3 separate regions of the Mus musculus genome follow, and regions 2 and 3 are each linked to region 1. Evidence: chromatin contacts called from public Hi-C data. All regions are on one chromosome and are shown on one strand. The core of a region is the stretch at or near the end of the contact, and the rest is flanking DNA. Distances in the headings are between cores, read along the strand shown. Region 1 overlaps Ranbp17 (RAN binding protein 17). Region 2 overlaps Ranbp17 (RAN binding protein 17). Region 3 holds the start of Tlx3 (T cell leukemia, homeobox 3).

What was found. Hi-C and Micro-C count contacts between places; a contact is called where the count stands out from the background.
Region 2: a contact with region 1 is called in a Hi-C map of the N1E-115 cell line, with 2.4 times the contacts expected there. The contact joins two enhancer-like sites. A contact is called at or near these places in 1 of 39 promoter capture datasets (hippocampal neurons), 4 of 484 Hi-C or Micro-C datasets (the N1E-115 cell line, bone marrow-derived macrophages and nephron progenitors), 1 of 115 datasets of contacts at active chromatin or transcription factors (embryonic stem cells) and 1 of 9 other capture datasets (embryonic tail).
Region 3: a contact with region 1 is called in a Hi-C map of cerebellum, with 2.9 times the contacts expected there. The contact joins the promoter of Tlx3 here to the enhancer-like site in region 1. A contact is called at or near these places in 3 of 39 promoter capture datasets (embryonic stem cells, frontonasal cranial neural crest and liver), 10 of 484 Hi-C or Micro-C datasets (the AML12 cell line, bone marrow-derived macrophages, brain and 5 more), 9 of 115 datasets of contacts at active chromatin or transcription factors (bone marrow-derived macrophages, craniofacial prominence, embryonic hindbrain and 4 more) and 4 of 9 other capture datasets (adipose tissue, embryonic tail, embryonic trunk and 1 more).

Annotation. Positions count from the first base shown.
Region 1 is chr11:33,295,122-33,299,854 of GRCm38.p6, reverse strand. Ranbp17 (RAN binding protein 17) reads left to right here. Exons shown (of 28, transcript NM_023146.3): 20 at 2,425-2,513. Among named protein-coding and RNA genes, the nearest start is that of Tlx3, 94 kb to the right of the region's middle. Within about 2 kb of position 2,429, at least 6 of the 459 cell types and tissues checked have an H3K27ac peak or open chromatin away from gene starts, as enhancers often do. A contact at or near this core is called in the N1E-115 cell line and cerebellum, where this site is marked.
Region 2 is chr11:33,218,615-33,223,275 of GRCm38.p6, reverse strand. It overlaps Ranbp17 (RAN binding protein 17), which reads left to right. Exons shown (of 28, transcript NM_023146.3): 26 at 4,007-4,105. Among named protein-coding and RNA genes, the nearest start is that of Tlx3, 17 kb to the right of the region's middle. Within about 2 kb of position 1,470, at least 32 of the 459 cell types and tissues checked have an H3K27ac peak or open chromatin away from gene starts, as enhancers often do. A contact at or near this core is called in the N1E-115 cell line, where this site is marked.
Region 3 is chr11:33,200,761-33,205,223 of GRCm38.p6, reverse strand. Tlx3 (T cell leukemia, homeobox 3) reads left to right here and starts at 1,636. Exons shown (of 3, transcript NM_019916.2): 1 at 1,636-2,185; 2 at 2,552-2,795; 3 at 3,735-4,463. The coding sequence starts at 1,765. The coding sequence ends at 3,945.

The sequences.
Region 1 (4,733 bases), core at 1,180-3,679:
AATTAAGAGTATGCTGTAAGGATGAAGACAGCCATCTTAATTCTAAAGACAAAGCACAATGACCCTTCACCTTCTTTTTCTTTGTTGTTATTATATAGTAGAATTATGAGGATAATATTATAGCTGCCCCAGTAGTGCCACTACAGTAAAGGGTCTGTCAGCCTTCCCATTAGAAACCCTGTTTGGGGGTCAGGGTGGAAGGAGCTGCGCTTCAGCCGTTTCCCAGCCCATTCGTCTCACACTTGGCACACAGACAACTGTTCACCATGCTGCCGACTGAAGCTCTCAGCAGTTTCTTCTTGAACTCTCCAAAAACGAATCCATAGGACTAGATCACTAGACTTACCCCACTTGTCCAATGCACCTCCGGTATTTATTGGAGCCATCACCTTCTAGATCTGTCTACCCTAAAATCCCGGGTTATTTGCTAGCTCGTGTGAGCTCCTGGTTCCGGCTGTCTGTCTCGTCCGAGAGCTGAGTATTGAGGAAATTCTCCTGTAGCTTTTATGTATCTGTGTAGATTCTGTGCTGTGCTGAGAGGAACGCTATTTTTTGAATGTAATGAATCTCTTCCATTAACATTACACTTTATTGCTTGAGTGAATCTAAACTTATGCTTACTATATACTTTCTTTGCTCTGAAGTAACAGTTTCCAAAAGTAAAACATTAGTATAATTTTATGGCCACATTTTACTGTATTAAAAAGACAATAGATGTGCTTATTTGGAGAGTTTGTATCAAGTTAGTACCTTTAAGGAAGAAAAATTCTGATCAAATAAAAATTAACCTTTTGTGTAATGACATTTTATTAAAAGCCCTTTATATAAGGCAAGAAGTAAAATTCATGGTTTTTATTGACTAATTTAGAATTGAATAGTGGGTCTTTCATATGTATATGGAGATTAAAATCACTTGAAGAGTAGCCTGTGTAAGTGTACATAATAAAAATTTTTAAAAGCACTTCAATAGATGGCAAAGCCAAGTAGAAGCCATCTTACAGCCTAGACAGCAATCAGAATCCAAGTGTTCAGAGAATAGATTGTTTTAGAGGCTGCAGGAAGAAAGGAAGCTGAGAAAGAAGACGAGTTGGTGAGGAAAAAAAAAAAAACTGTATAATAAGTGGAAGCTACGTGAGTCATTTTAAACAGCAAAAATGAAATTAGGAGTTTTTATATTCAAAACCTTGGGTTTCTGTCATTCTGTCCAATCAGTTAAAAGTAGAAATTGAGTAGTTCCATAGACAACATCAGGTACATTGAATCACCATATAAATAGGAGGGGCAGTGTGTCTGACTGAAAATTATGATTTATTACTTAGAAATGTTCATCGTAATAAAGATGGTCAGAATTCATTGCCTACTTGATAACTTAGGCTTTTTACTAAACAGGTTTTCATTTATTACCAAAATCAATCTGAAACGGTCCCGAGACCATTTTTTGGCTTAACACTTCTCCTGAAACAGTATATTCAGAAATCACAGTTGCATATCTCAAATATCACACCTCCTTGTTGGGCAATTATGTTTATTTGTGCTCTTTGCTATGACATTCTAGCATCTGTTCATGGGTTTTCTTTTTCTCTTCCCAAGCATCATCCTAAGGACAGCTTAATTAAGAGTCCAGAGTATGAGTCAGATCTCCTTTATTCATGTCAAGGGGGTTTGTTTCGCGTTCCCTTCTAAAACCATTTATGAACCACGATTACTAGTTGTCAGGATAGTGCTATGCATTTTTGCAAACAAATATATCCCTCACAATAGATTTGTAGAATGGACATAATTATAGGTAGCCCCTGTGATAGATTTGGACATTAAGACTGATTAATTGCCTTGTCTTTAAGAATTAAACAAAGCTAGAGTTCAATTCCAGAGTCTTATGACATTGAATACAGAACTTTTTTTCCTTACATTGTTTCCTGACTTGAACAGTATGGCTGCTGTTCTGGTTATATCATAATCCTGTAGGTCACCTGGACAGTTTTATCTTATCCTGAGTTAATGCAACTTTTTGGGGGAGATCTTTAAATGCCAGTGCAGACTAAACTATATAGTGGAGTTGATTTGAGTCAAGTCAGTCAGTTGAGATTTGCTATTAAATAATATCTAGATTACATATCTTGTGAAATTATGAATCCTGCTCTTTTTTTTTTCTAATTTGTCAGTATTCGGTTACAAAAAGAGTCTCAATGTGTTATACTCCTGGAATTAAGATTCAGCTCAGTTTATAAGAAGCAAAGTGGAGTTGCTCAGCAGATTGATGGTCTGTTTATTAAAGAGCCTATGGTTTTCTATGGAAAGGGATCTAAGCGAGACATTTTAGCTAATGAATCAGAATCAGATATGTGGTCATTATTGCCTGATTATTACTCCATCTGCTCTGCACTAACGTGAAAATCAATTACTGTGTCTCTTTCCCACTGACAGCGTATGTTGATCGGGCTGGCAAGAGATCTTCGAGGGATTGCCTTTGCACTGAACACAAAGACCAGCTACACCATGCTGTTTGACTGGATGTATCCTTATTACACTGTGACAATACCAGCTCTGTGCACAGAGGGATGCCAGGCCCCTCTCTTTCGTTTAATAGTGTGGCGCAGTAGGGAAGAGGAAACAAAGCTAAATGAACTAATGTGTAATCAGCTAAAAATTACAGCACAGTGGCAGCAGTGCAGATAACTGAGCGCAGCATTTGAGACCCGGCTCACAGAGGTCACTTTCTTGATAGATACCATTAAATATTGACAACTTGAAGATCACTTCCCCAAATGGTTGTTTATGTTACAGGCATCAAGTAGCTAATATTTGTACTTGGGGTCAGTGATTTGTACATTGTGATATTTTCTAAGGAAACTCGAAGTCTCTGTTCCATCTCGATTAGCAGGGTTAGTTTATCCTTGAGATTTTACTCACAGTGGTACAGTTGAGTCATCATGATGAAGATATTAGTGATCATGAAGGGGGGAGGAGAGTTGTCATTTGCTATAAAATTTGAGTTTGCTGTTACTAAACTGTAGTGTAGACTAGTGTAGACAGGAGGACAAATCCCTATACAGAAATGTCTTGTCACATAAGAATAAAAAGAGACAGAATAGGTTTGAAATCACAGCACTTCAATTACAGTGTAAACCTCAGCCAATCATTCTATTTCTTGGACACTTGATGTCATCATCCAGCAAAGGAGACAATCCAGTACCCTAGCTTACTGTGACCTCTAAGATAAGTAACACACTCTGTCTGGTGTCTGACACTTACCCAGTGACCAATAAACATTTATTAACATGTTAAGAGTACTCTATGAGTCATCTTTAATCCTAACAAGAGATGACTGTTTATACAAGTCATTGAAGTGTGGTAGCGTCATGTTCTTTATATTTAAAACCAGCAGCCTATAAGAAAATTCTACTTTAATGTAAATGAGGAAAATACCTAATAAAAAAATATAAAAGAAAATCTACTTTAAAGCAAAATTACTTGTTTTATGGCTTTCTTTCTTAAAACAGTATCTCATTTGCCCAGTTTTGCCTCAGACTTGACAGAGCCAAGAATAAAGCTAATCTCCTGGTCCTCTTGCCTTAGCCACCTAAGTATTGGAATTACCATGCCCATGCCCAACTTAATTTATATTTAAGTGGTATTCTTGTTTTATTTAAGCTTTTTTTATCCAAACTTTATATGTTGTAAAGGAAACTTCTTAGAAGCAGTGGTTAGTGACTACCAAAGCTATGCCCCAAAACATAAGAGCTGAGCATGTTTTAGAGAGAATGCTACACATTATGAAATTTTTAAATGCTACTATTTAGAGTACTGGCTTATGATTTTTAGTTGGTATGGAAACCCACTTCCTCATATTTATTTTCTTAAAGATCAAACAATTAAGGTTTTTTTTTCATGGTCTTGAAGAATCAACTATATACCATATATGTGTGTGTGTATGTGTGAGTTTAAAGATTATAAATTTAATCATAATCTTAAATTCATCCACAATGACCATTTTATTTCTCTAAACACCCAGTTCCAAAGGCAAAACTTTCATTTATTTGGAAAATCATAAGAACCCACTTTTGGTACAATTTACATGAGACCAGTCTCTTAAAGGTAGCCTGTCCAGCAGTTAGGAGGGTTTTTTTTTTCTTGTTCACCAGTTGTAATAAAGAGTCAAGGTCAGAAATTTCCTTCTGTGTCAACAAATATAATCTGGTTTCCATTTCAGCATTTGTCCAGCAGATGGCAGAAATGGAAAATCTTGGGACTTGGTGTTTTATTTTTTAAACTCGAAACTGATATCTCCTCCCTTTGACCATAGCTGTTGAAGTTATTGGGGTCAGGGGCAGAGAGCAAGGTGTCAGTTATGCAGTAAGCGATGCTACATTGCCAAATGCAGTGGCGTGCTACTGGCCTTGCTTATAATAATTGGGTTTCAGTAGCAAATCAGCTTCCTTGGGAAAAGGCCAAAGGCTTTTCATAATTGTATTGACAACAAAATGAATATGATAAATGGTGTTCATTCAGTTGAGACAAGATTTATAGTTTTCCTTTGGGCAAAGGATGAAGAGCAAATATTTATAATAATAGTAAAATTTGTTTAAAAGTTATATTATTTGATCATTCAAAAAGCTTTATTAAAATATTTTGAAATAACTTTTAACAGTTTCAGGTGATAAAGTACAGATTCTTTCTAAAGTATTCAAGTAATGCAAAAATGAATAAGTATATGATTTTTAAAAAATACAGAT
Region 2 (4,661 bases), core at 221-2,720, 76 kb after region 1:
AGGCCCTTTTTGTGATAGCTAATGCTCTCCAAAGGTTTACCTGAGAATGGAGACAGCATGGACAGTAGACTCCATAAATGCTGGGTTTGTTAGGTGGTGAGAAAACTCATCAGGCCCCACCTGCTGTTAGGTAGGGCTGCTCTTTCTCTCTGGCTTATTCCTCTTTGGCCTGGCTTTGCTAGATGATGGTGGTGCCTCAGACTGTGGCCTGGTAACCTGAAAACCCCAGCCATGGGCCTTCCTCGAATCTCCTGGCTTAGAGAGCTTGGTCTGAATTCAAAAACAAGGTCCTTTGAAGTAACAGGTCTATGTTAAGACATTGAAGCATTCTGTGTGTGGGCCATAGATTAAACCACAGCTCAGTTTTCTGCATAGTGCTCTCCATCTTAAAGTGCTCGCTGCCTTAGCAGGAAAGTGCCCAATGTAAGCTAGGACTTGGCTTATTTTACTTCCGCAAACTGCAGAGCAGGCACATGTGACATGAGGGTGTCCTAGTAACTGCTCTATGTGGCCCAGGGCTTCAGGTGGGGTCTGCTCTGCTCTGCACTTGTATCTCACACCTTTGTCAAAAGCATGATCAGAAGTCACACACTGTCACTTTCTCCTTCTAGGTCACACTTCTGGGTGGTTTTTGTGCTTAGATGTGTTTGCTTGCATGGTTGCACTGTCACACTATCACTTAAACCCATGCTTTCTGGGCTGCCTCCTGCTAAGCTGATTTCTGGGACTACAACTCCACATGACGTTAGACAACTTTGAGGAGAATATAGTCATCTCGTTTACCTGTCTAACCTAGGTGTGAGTTGGTATTCTTCCCTGTGCCATGAAATTTCATTGGCTTAGGCCAGCAGAAGCTAAGGTTACAGAATAGCAACATTGTGTGTAAGGCATACTGTGTGGCAAGGACAGGATAGATGTTTTGTTTGTGCAGAGGAAGTTCCTCCTCAAAGCATCCCTTTGACCCCAGCTGCCACAGTCCCTGCTTCCTGTCAGGACAGAAAGGCAAACGCCGTGGGAGAATGAGCAGGGTCAGACTTGGCTCAGTTCTCAGTCTAACGCCTGTTGCTGCCTCCTCATTGAACAAAACTCCAGCCAAACTCTGGAAGGAAGGAGTGGGAGGGATGAGGATCAAGTGAAGTAGTGTAGAGTATGATTTTCCTGAGGAGGCAGCCCCATTGCTACATAACCCCATCCCTGCTTTGGCAAAACAGCCACTTACATTACAGTGGGTAAAGCATATGGTTTGGAGTATAGGCGTATTTGGCAGCGTAGCCAAAGCAAATTGAGAGCGGCCTCCCACCCACCCTGCAGCTGTGTTGGGAGTGAGAAGACAGTGGAGAACTAGATACCGGCTCTCTAGCCACTGCTGCATAGAGTACTGTGCTGCATGGGCCCTCATGGCCATAGGCTGCATGGTCTCTGGTGATAGAATGTGATCAGAGCCAAGATGGCTCCTTTCAGTGTCCTTGACCTCAGAGACCACGCCCTAAACGTCACACTGCCTGCAGGGAAAAAGGACTGTGCTTTAGCTGTGCACCCAGCCTTCTTCCTCTGTGTGTGTGTGTGTGTGTGTGTGTGTGTGTGTGTGTGGGCGGGGAGGAGGGGCGGGGGGAGGCCTCAGAGTCCAGAGGAATTTACACCACTGTTTGGGCTGTTTTAACACTACTCTAGGATTATTAGAAAAAATAATTCTGGAAATTGGCTGCCACATCAATGCCATTTAAGAAGATTACTCGGTACTTTACATATTTCCAGAAAAGTAAAAAAGGAAAAAAAATCATCCATTTTTGCCAACTTTATTTTTAGAAAAGTATTTTATTCAAACATCCCCTTTCTTATTACAGACATAAATACATGCATTCAGACAAATGAATACACGAGAGGACCGTATAAAGTAATTGGCGCATCACTCCAGGATGCTTTGTCAGTTACTGGAAGAATTTGGTGCCTCTGACTTTAATCTTCTCCATTAAAATATCCATTCTGCTTCAGCTTGTGAAACCCATAATATTTTAGACTGTCTCTGTGGATCTGTTAGTTTTGCTTGTCAATTTAATTTGTGCTCTATGACTTTGGCTGGCTCACTGTACTGTTCATGGGAACATGTGATCTACATGAATGTTGAGCATGTCAGGCATGGAGTTTCAGCCTCTCCAGAGAGACTGGACATGCAGTCTGTGTTGTGTATAGGCTGGCAGATTCCATCTGTAACCAGCCTCATCACTGAGGTGGTGACAGAATGGCAGCTGTGGAACTACAGAGATGCACACTGCTGGTGTCGCTACGCCCTCAGAGTCTGCAGGATGCAGACTCAGCAGCGCTTTCCCAGTGCCGTCTCATTTCATGCTCAGCTTCCTTGAGCTGGATTATTTCCTTCCCTCTTCAGAGTTAATAAAAAGAGACATCGCAAGCGCCGTTCAGTTACTTGCCAAAGATCACAGAATAAATTAGATTACCAAAACTTTTTGCCAGGGGCAGGGAGATGGCTCTGGAGGTAAGCAAGCACTTGTGCAAATGGAGGAGCAGATCCCTAGCAGCGCCTACCCAGTGCACGAGTGCTGTGCGAGTGCTGTGTCCGCCTGTGAGTCCAGTGCTCCAGAGGCCGGCAAGCTGGCTGGCTGGCTGGCTGGCTGGACGGACAGACGGACGGATGGATGGACGGACATTATCCTCACGCTGTGGGTTCAGCAATAACTAACTTAGTACCTCAGTAAGTACATTTGAGAACATTTGAGGGAGACACCCAACCTCACCCTTACATACAACAAACACATGCACGGTACACATTCATACTTGTGCAAAAAAGGGAGGATGCTAAAAGCATTCAAAGTAAAGCAGGTCATCGAAGCCCAGCAGGGGTGGCATCTGTGGGGTCTGACTCTACCACCACCCTTTGGTTTGCCCTGCATTTGCGTTTTCTCTAGAGCTATGGGAGCAGATAGGCTGCAGCAGGAGAAATCAGCCCACTTCACAGCCATTTGCCTGGACTCCCTCCTGTCATGCCTCATGCCTAGGGCACATTCCCCATCCTTCACCATGCCCACAAGCCCATCACTAGCCACCTTGCATTGAGGGTAAAGTCTAGACTCAGTGGTCTTCTATTCTGGCCATGGGGTTTCCCTTCTGTCTCCTGCCACCCTAAGTTCCTTACTCTTCATTCCCACCGTCTTTGCCTCCTGTCTACTTATGAAGAACTCAGAGGTTTTCCCCTCCACATGCTGCTCTTCTTTTCCTACACCTATTCCCCATTATTTTCTTCCTGCGACTTCCCTAGCAAGCTTCGAGGGAAGCTCAAAGAGTCCTATTAGCCAGGCATGGTGGCGCACACCTTTAATCCCAGCACTTGGGAGGCAGAGGAAGGCGGATTTCTGAGTTCGAGGCCAGCCTCGTCTACAAAATGAGTTCCAGGACAGCCAGGGCTACACAGAGAAACCCTGTCTCAAAAAACAAAAAAGCAAAACAAAAACAAAAAAAGAGTCCTATTATCTCTTCTGTGTGCCTTAACCTCGGGAGTTAAGAGTGTGGATAAGTGAGTACTTGTAACATAGCAGTGAGTGAGCAATTAGTAATGGATAATTTGGTAAACAACCGTCTGAGCTAGCAGGAAACACCACTCTGGAGTCACTCAGTGCTGAGCTACAGAGAGACGTCCATTAACATCATAAACTGTTTGGTGAGGTAAGAAGCAGACAGGAAAGTGAGTTGGGCCTTTACCTGGTACCTAGCACAGAGCAAAGCATATAAGGTGTATGAAGCAGGGAATGAACCTCCTGGCTCACCAAGAAGGCTCTCACCAAGCTTTTTGGTGGTAGAGACTTGTCCTTGAGGAGGCAGGGTCTGCCCAGAGTTCACATTGCCTTCTAGGCTTCCAGAGTGAGAGCCAAGTGTCCAGGGAAAGCCCCCTGCCATCAGAAAGGTGGCAGGATGGAAGGAGTACACAGAAAGTCTGGGATTCAGGCGAGCTCTAAGCCAAGGGTCCCAGTTTTCATGTGCCTCTGTCTTCTAGATGATGTCTGTCCTCATGAACACCATTGTCTTTGAGGATTGTCGGAACCAGTGGTCAGTATCCAGGCCTCTCCTGGGGCTCATCCTGCTCAACGAGAAGGTGAGTGTCCTTACAGAGAGGGCCACAGGAGGAGGGAGAGGGGCCCTGAAGACCACAGGCTAGCAGGCTGAGGCCTTGAGAGCCCAAAGATCTTCTGGTGTTAGAGGCCAAAGAGGCCCACCAGCTGCACTGTGTGTGGCTTGCTCGGCAGTATCCCAGAGGCATCCTCACCTGCCTTGCCATTCTAAGGCAGTTCTGAGCCACGGCTCTTAGGCCTTCTCCTCCAGCCTTTTTTTTATATCTAGGGACCCCAGCCACAACCACAGCTGATGACAGCGGCAGCCCTTGAGGGACTGTGGGTAGAGCCGTACCCCTCATCTAGAGAGTATGCATCCCAGCCTCCTCTGCTCTGCCCACCCTCAACTGCCTCCCAAGCCCCTGGCTTCCTTTGGAAATCACCCTCAGCAGCCAGTGGGAACAGTGCAGTACTGCTCAGGAGAATGAATTGTCTATACAATAAGATAGTACCGGGGGAAGACAGTGAGATTAGAGGCAGCCGCATACATTAAAATTCAAACTAAAATCCCAGCCTTGGAAGGAAACTAATAGAAGAGGA
Region 3 (4,463 bases), core at 387-2,886, 94 kb after region 1:
GCTGCCCAATGTCACACAACTGGCAGGTGACCTAACTGCCCACTAGAGCCTGAGTCATCCTGATTGTTGAGAGCAAGGAGACTGACTAGGGAATCAAGCCCCTGCTGCCTCCTGCCTGTGCTCTGACCCCACTGGGGAAGAAATCCACCTGTCCAAGATACCTCTGCAAATAAAAAACTACCAACAAAATGAACACTTACCACCTACCATAAACATATGCTGGGTGTGGGGGTGGGAAGGGAGCCGAGCGATGTGCTGTACCTACTAAGTGTAGGGCTCTATGCTCTTAGCACTCTCAATATCTCTCTCACAGTGCTCGAATACACAGTGCACGCTTTGCCCCATTTTACAAATAAAAACCTAAAGTCTCAAATGAATTTCAAACTTACTGAGCTATAAAGTGGCCCGCCCAAACCTACACACAACTTCTGACCAACATCACAGACATGGCTTGGGGCTTTCATAGTCAGGAAACCAGAGGAAGAGGCCTTGCCGCGAGTGTAGCGCTCAGAGTTTACAGCCAACGACTTTACAATCGGCCGCTAAGAAATGACTCTGGGTCTCACCCAGACCGAGAGAAAGGTGACCACTCCCCATGTGGTGCTGGCCACGGTGTTACCGGGCTAGTGTGGACAGTCCCGAAGGCGACAGCAGATCCTAGGGTGGTCAGCGTCTGGACTGAACTGCAGCCGGTAGGAGCTCGCTGCTCAAATTTCCAAAGGAAATTTCTCCATCTGCTCTAGATGGGAACCGCCCCCTTATGTGCCACTAACGACTGAGGTCCCCAAACCTGCTGCACCTCGGAGGGGTCCCAAACCAGCGACCATGGCCCTAACTATCCCGCAACGAATTTCAAGGGGCTGAATCCCAGTTCCCCACCAGTTGACCTCGGGTCCCTAGTCCAACCGGGCCCGTACGCGTGGGCACCTGCTAGTCACCGCTCAGTCCTCCTGGCTGGGACCAGGAAGCATCTCCAAAGTGCCCGCGACGCCTCGTTGGAAGCCCGGGCGAGGACAAATTCTCCCCACGCGGGTCGGTGTCCTAGGTGGCGTGGAGAACGCTCCGGTGCTCCCCTTGTTCCACGGGTGGACAGCGCCGAGCTTGCACCCCACAATGCTACGCTTTCGTTGCTCCGAAGGAGGGCGAACGGCCCGATAGGCTTCCGCAGATTTCGTAGGACCGTTCTTGGGTTGCATCTCTGCTGTGGCTGAAGATTCATTTTGTTTGGGGTTTACGCAGATGAAAATATTTAGAAGACAACGAAAACCCCCGCGGCAAAAGGCCATTTCCCCAGCAGCGCCTACGGGCGGGTGCGGCGGCGGGAAACGGCCGAGCCCGGAGCGGGGAGCGTCTGCTAATTGCAGCTTCGTTAGATTTCGGGTTTGAGAAGCTGCGGTTCGGGCGCTAATATCCGCCGCCCATTATCCCGGCTAATAAATTTGACCTATTGTTCGTTTGTTAAAATGATGTCACCTTGGAACAGTCCCTAAGCTCCTATTTCCATGAATTAGGCCTTTATTGAAAGCCGGGAGCCAATGAGAGAAGAGAGGCTTGTTGATCGCAGCCAATGGCTGCGGCGGGAGAGGAATTAGCAGCGGAAACTCCAGGTTCGGTTCAAGAAAGATGACACAGAGCCTGTCGGGCCCGCGCACTCTTGGCAAAGTTTCAGTGCGACTGGAGGCGCCGGGCGCTCCATGGCCGCGCCGTAACGGGGACCCAGCAGCCTCCCCGCCCAGCCCAGCCCAGCCCTTCCGCCCGCCCAGGATGGAGGCGCCCGCCAGCGCGCAGACCCCACACCCGCACGAGCCCATCAGCTTCGGCATCGACCAAATCCTCAACAGCCCGGACCAGGACAGCGCGCCCGCCCCGCGGGGCCCCGACGGCGCCAGCTACCTGGGAGGGCCCCCCGGGGGCCGTCCGGGCGCCGCGTACCCGTCTCTGCCCGCCTCCTTTGCGGGCCTCGGCGCGCCCTTCGAGGACGCGGGATCTTACAGTGTCAACCTAAGCTTGGCCCCCGCCGGCGTGATCCGGGTGCCAGCGCACAGGCCGCTCCCTGGGGCCGTGCCGCCGCCTCTGCCTAGCGCGCTGCCCGCTATGCCCTCGGTGCCCACGGTCTCCAGCCTAGGCGGCCTCAATTTCCCCTGGATGGAGAGCAGTCGCCGCTTTGTAAAGGACCGCTTCACAGGTGAGCAGAGCGAACCACCAGGAGCCAGGCCTCGGCTCTCCCGGGGCCAGGGGCGCCGCGCCCTGTGCACCCCACTCCCAGGATCGATTCCAGAGGCCCAGGCGTGGCGGAGGCCTCGGCACCCAGAGCTCGGGGCGGCTATGGGTGGGGGGAGGTTGAAGGTAAATCGGAGAGTTATGGGTCGGGGGAGGGGGGAAAGAAACCAACGTCCCAGGGAAAGGGGGGGGGGCGTCCCTGCCTGGCTTGAAGCTGCGGAGGGGACTCGCGGGACGAGCGAAATAGCGGAGCACTGTGTCCCACGGGGCTCCACGTGTGGCCCGAACGGTGGTAGGGCTGGGCTTCAAGGGGCCTCATGTGTCTCTGCAGCGGCGGCCGCGCTCACGCCCTTCACCGTGACCCGGCGCATTGGCCACCCCTACCAGAACCGGACGCCACCCAAGCGTAAGAAGCCGCGCACGTCCTTTTCCCGGGTGCAGATCTGTGAGCTGGAAAAGCGCTTCCATCGCCAAAAGTACCTGGCCTCGGCCGAGAGGGCGGCGCTCGCAAAGTCCCTCAAAATGACGGACGCGCAGGTCAAGACCTGGTTCCAAAATCGGAGGACCAAGTGGCGGTGAGAGAGGCCCGGCCCGGCCCACCACGCACCTGCCCTGCACCTGCCCCGCCCTGCGCGGCAGTCCAGCATCACGCCCTCTCCTGTGCTAGCTCCTACCCGCGCCCCCTGGACCATGCATCGCCCTTCTTTTACAGATTTGTTGTCCTTTCTTCCCACCGACCTGTATCCCTCTCGCCATCTCTCCCACGCCTCGGCGTCTCCATTTTCAGGCCCATCTCGCCAGTGTTTTGTTTCGCCTCCTTTGCTCGTTTGGGTTCCTCCCACCTGCCCCCCACCACACACACCCCGGGCCTCCCACACTCTCCTCCCTCTCTCATTCTAGCCCACCCACTCGGATTTCGGATTGATGGCCAGGGCTGTTTTAGGGTCCTCTCTCCAACTCTGCTTTTTTCTTTTCCTTTTTTTCTTTTTAATACTATCTTTGCTTCCATCCAACCCGTAAACGACGAAGAAGCTCTATGTTCTAGAGAGGGCTTCAAGATAGTGCCTGGTAGACACCCCGTCAAGTGTCGCCCAGCTGGTGGTGCACAGCCCGCCAGTCCACCCGTGGGCACAAGTGACCCCATTGGCCGCAGGACCAAGTCAGTTATACACTGCCCTGCCGCTCTTATCCCGCAGGGGGTAACAAAACACACACACACACACACACACACACACACACAAAACAAGATTTATTGTTGACAAGGCCACAAAATCCGGGTGTGCAGGTGGACGGGCGGGCAGAGTGCCTTCCCAGCGCCCCCGGGGTGCACAAACAAAACCCAATGGTTCCACCCGTCCTCCTGCCCCGCGGACCTCGGGGCAAGTGTGTGCGGGCCGCAGGCGGCTTCGCCTCGAGGGGCCGGGAGGCTCTGTTCCCGGGAGGGCTGGGGCCCGCTGGTGGCCTAGCAAACCCCAGTGCGTGACGGTGCTGTCCCTCTCCCTCCCCGGGTGCAGGCGGCAGACGGCGGAGGAGCGGGAGGCGGAGCGGCAGCAGGCGAGCCGGCTCATGCTACAGCTGCAACACGACGCCTTCCAGAAGAGCCTCAACGATTCCATCCAGCCCGACCCGCTCTGTCTGCACAACTCGTCGCTCTTTGCTCTGCAGAATCTGCAGCCCTGGGAGGAGGACAGTTCCAAGGTCCCCGCTGTCACCTCTCTGGTGTGAGCCACCGGCGTGCAACGTAGCTACGGATCGCTGCCCCCACCAGGCGGGGCGTCCGGGTCCCCCAGCCGGGCTGGGAAGGGAAGCTGGGCCGAGAAGGGTAGGGCGGCCCGACTCGCGTGGGTCTTGGGGCGCGCCGCACAGCGCCGGCCGCGGAGAGGGGCTGGGCCCAGGTCCTCGCGGCTGCACAATCCAAGCCCCCCGCCCCGCGCCCCGTCCCGCCCCAGGCCCGGGCCTGACAAAGAAGCGCCTTACGTTACTCCGCCCCGCACCCGCACCCCCGGGCTGGGCGCCTGTATTATACTTTGTACTTTTGCCCAAACGTGTAAATAATAAAAGTTTTGGCTTTTTTCTTTAGAAACCGGCCACCTGCTTCCCCTGCGGGGCCGCTGGAGGAGGGGCAACCGACCCGGCGTCTGGGGGAAGCGTGTGGGGCCGGGGGCACCCAGCGTTTAGGCTGGGTGCACGCCTCTCCTTTTCCGTTCCTTTTATTTAAGTCGTTTTATTTAATAAAAAGTTAG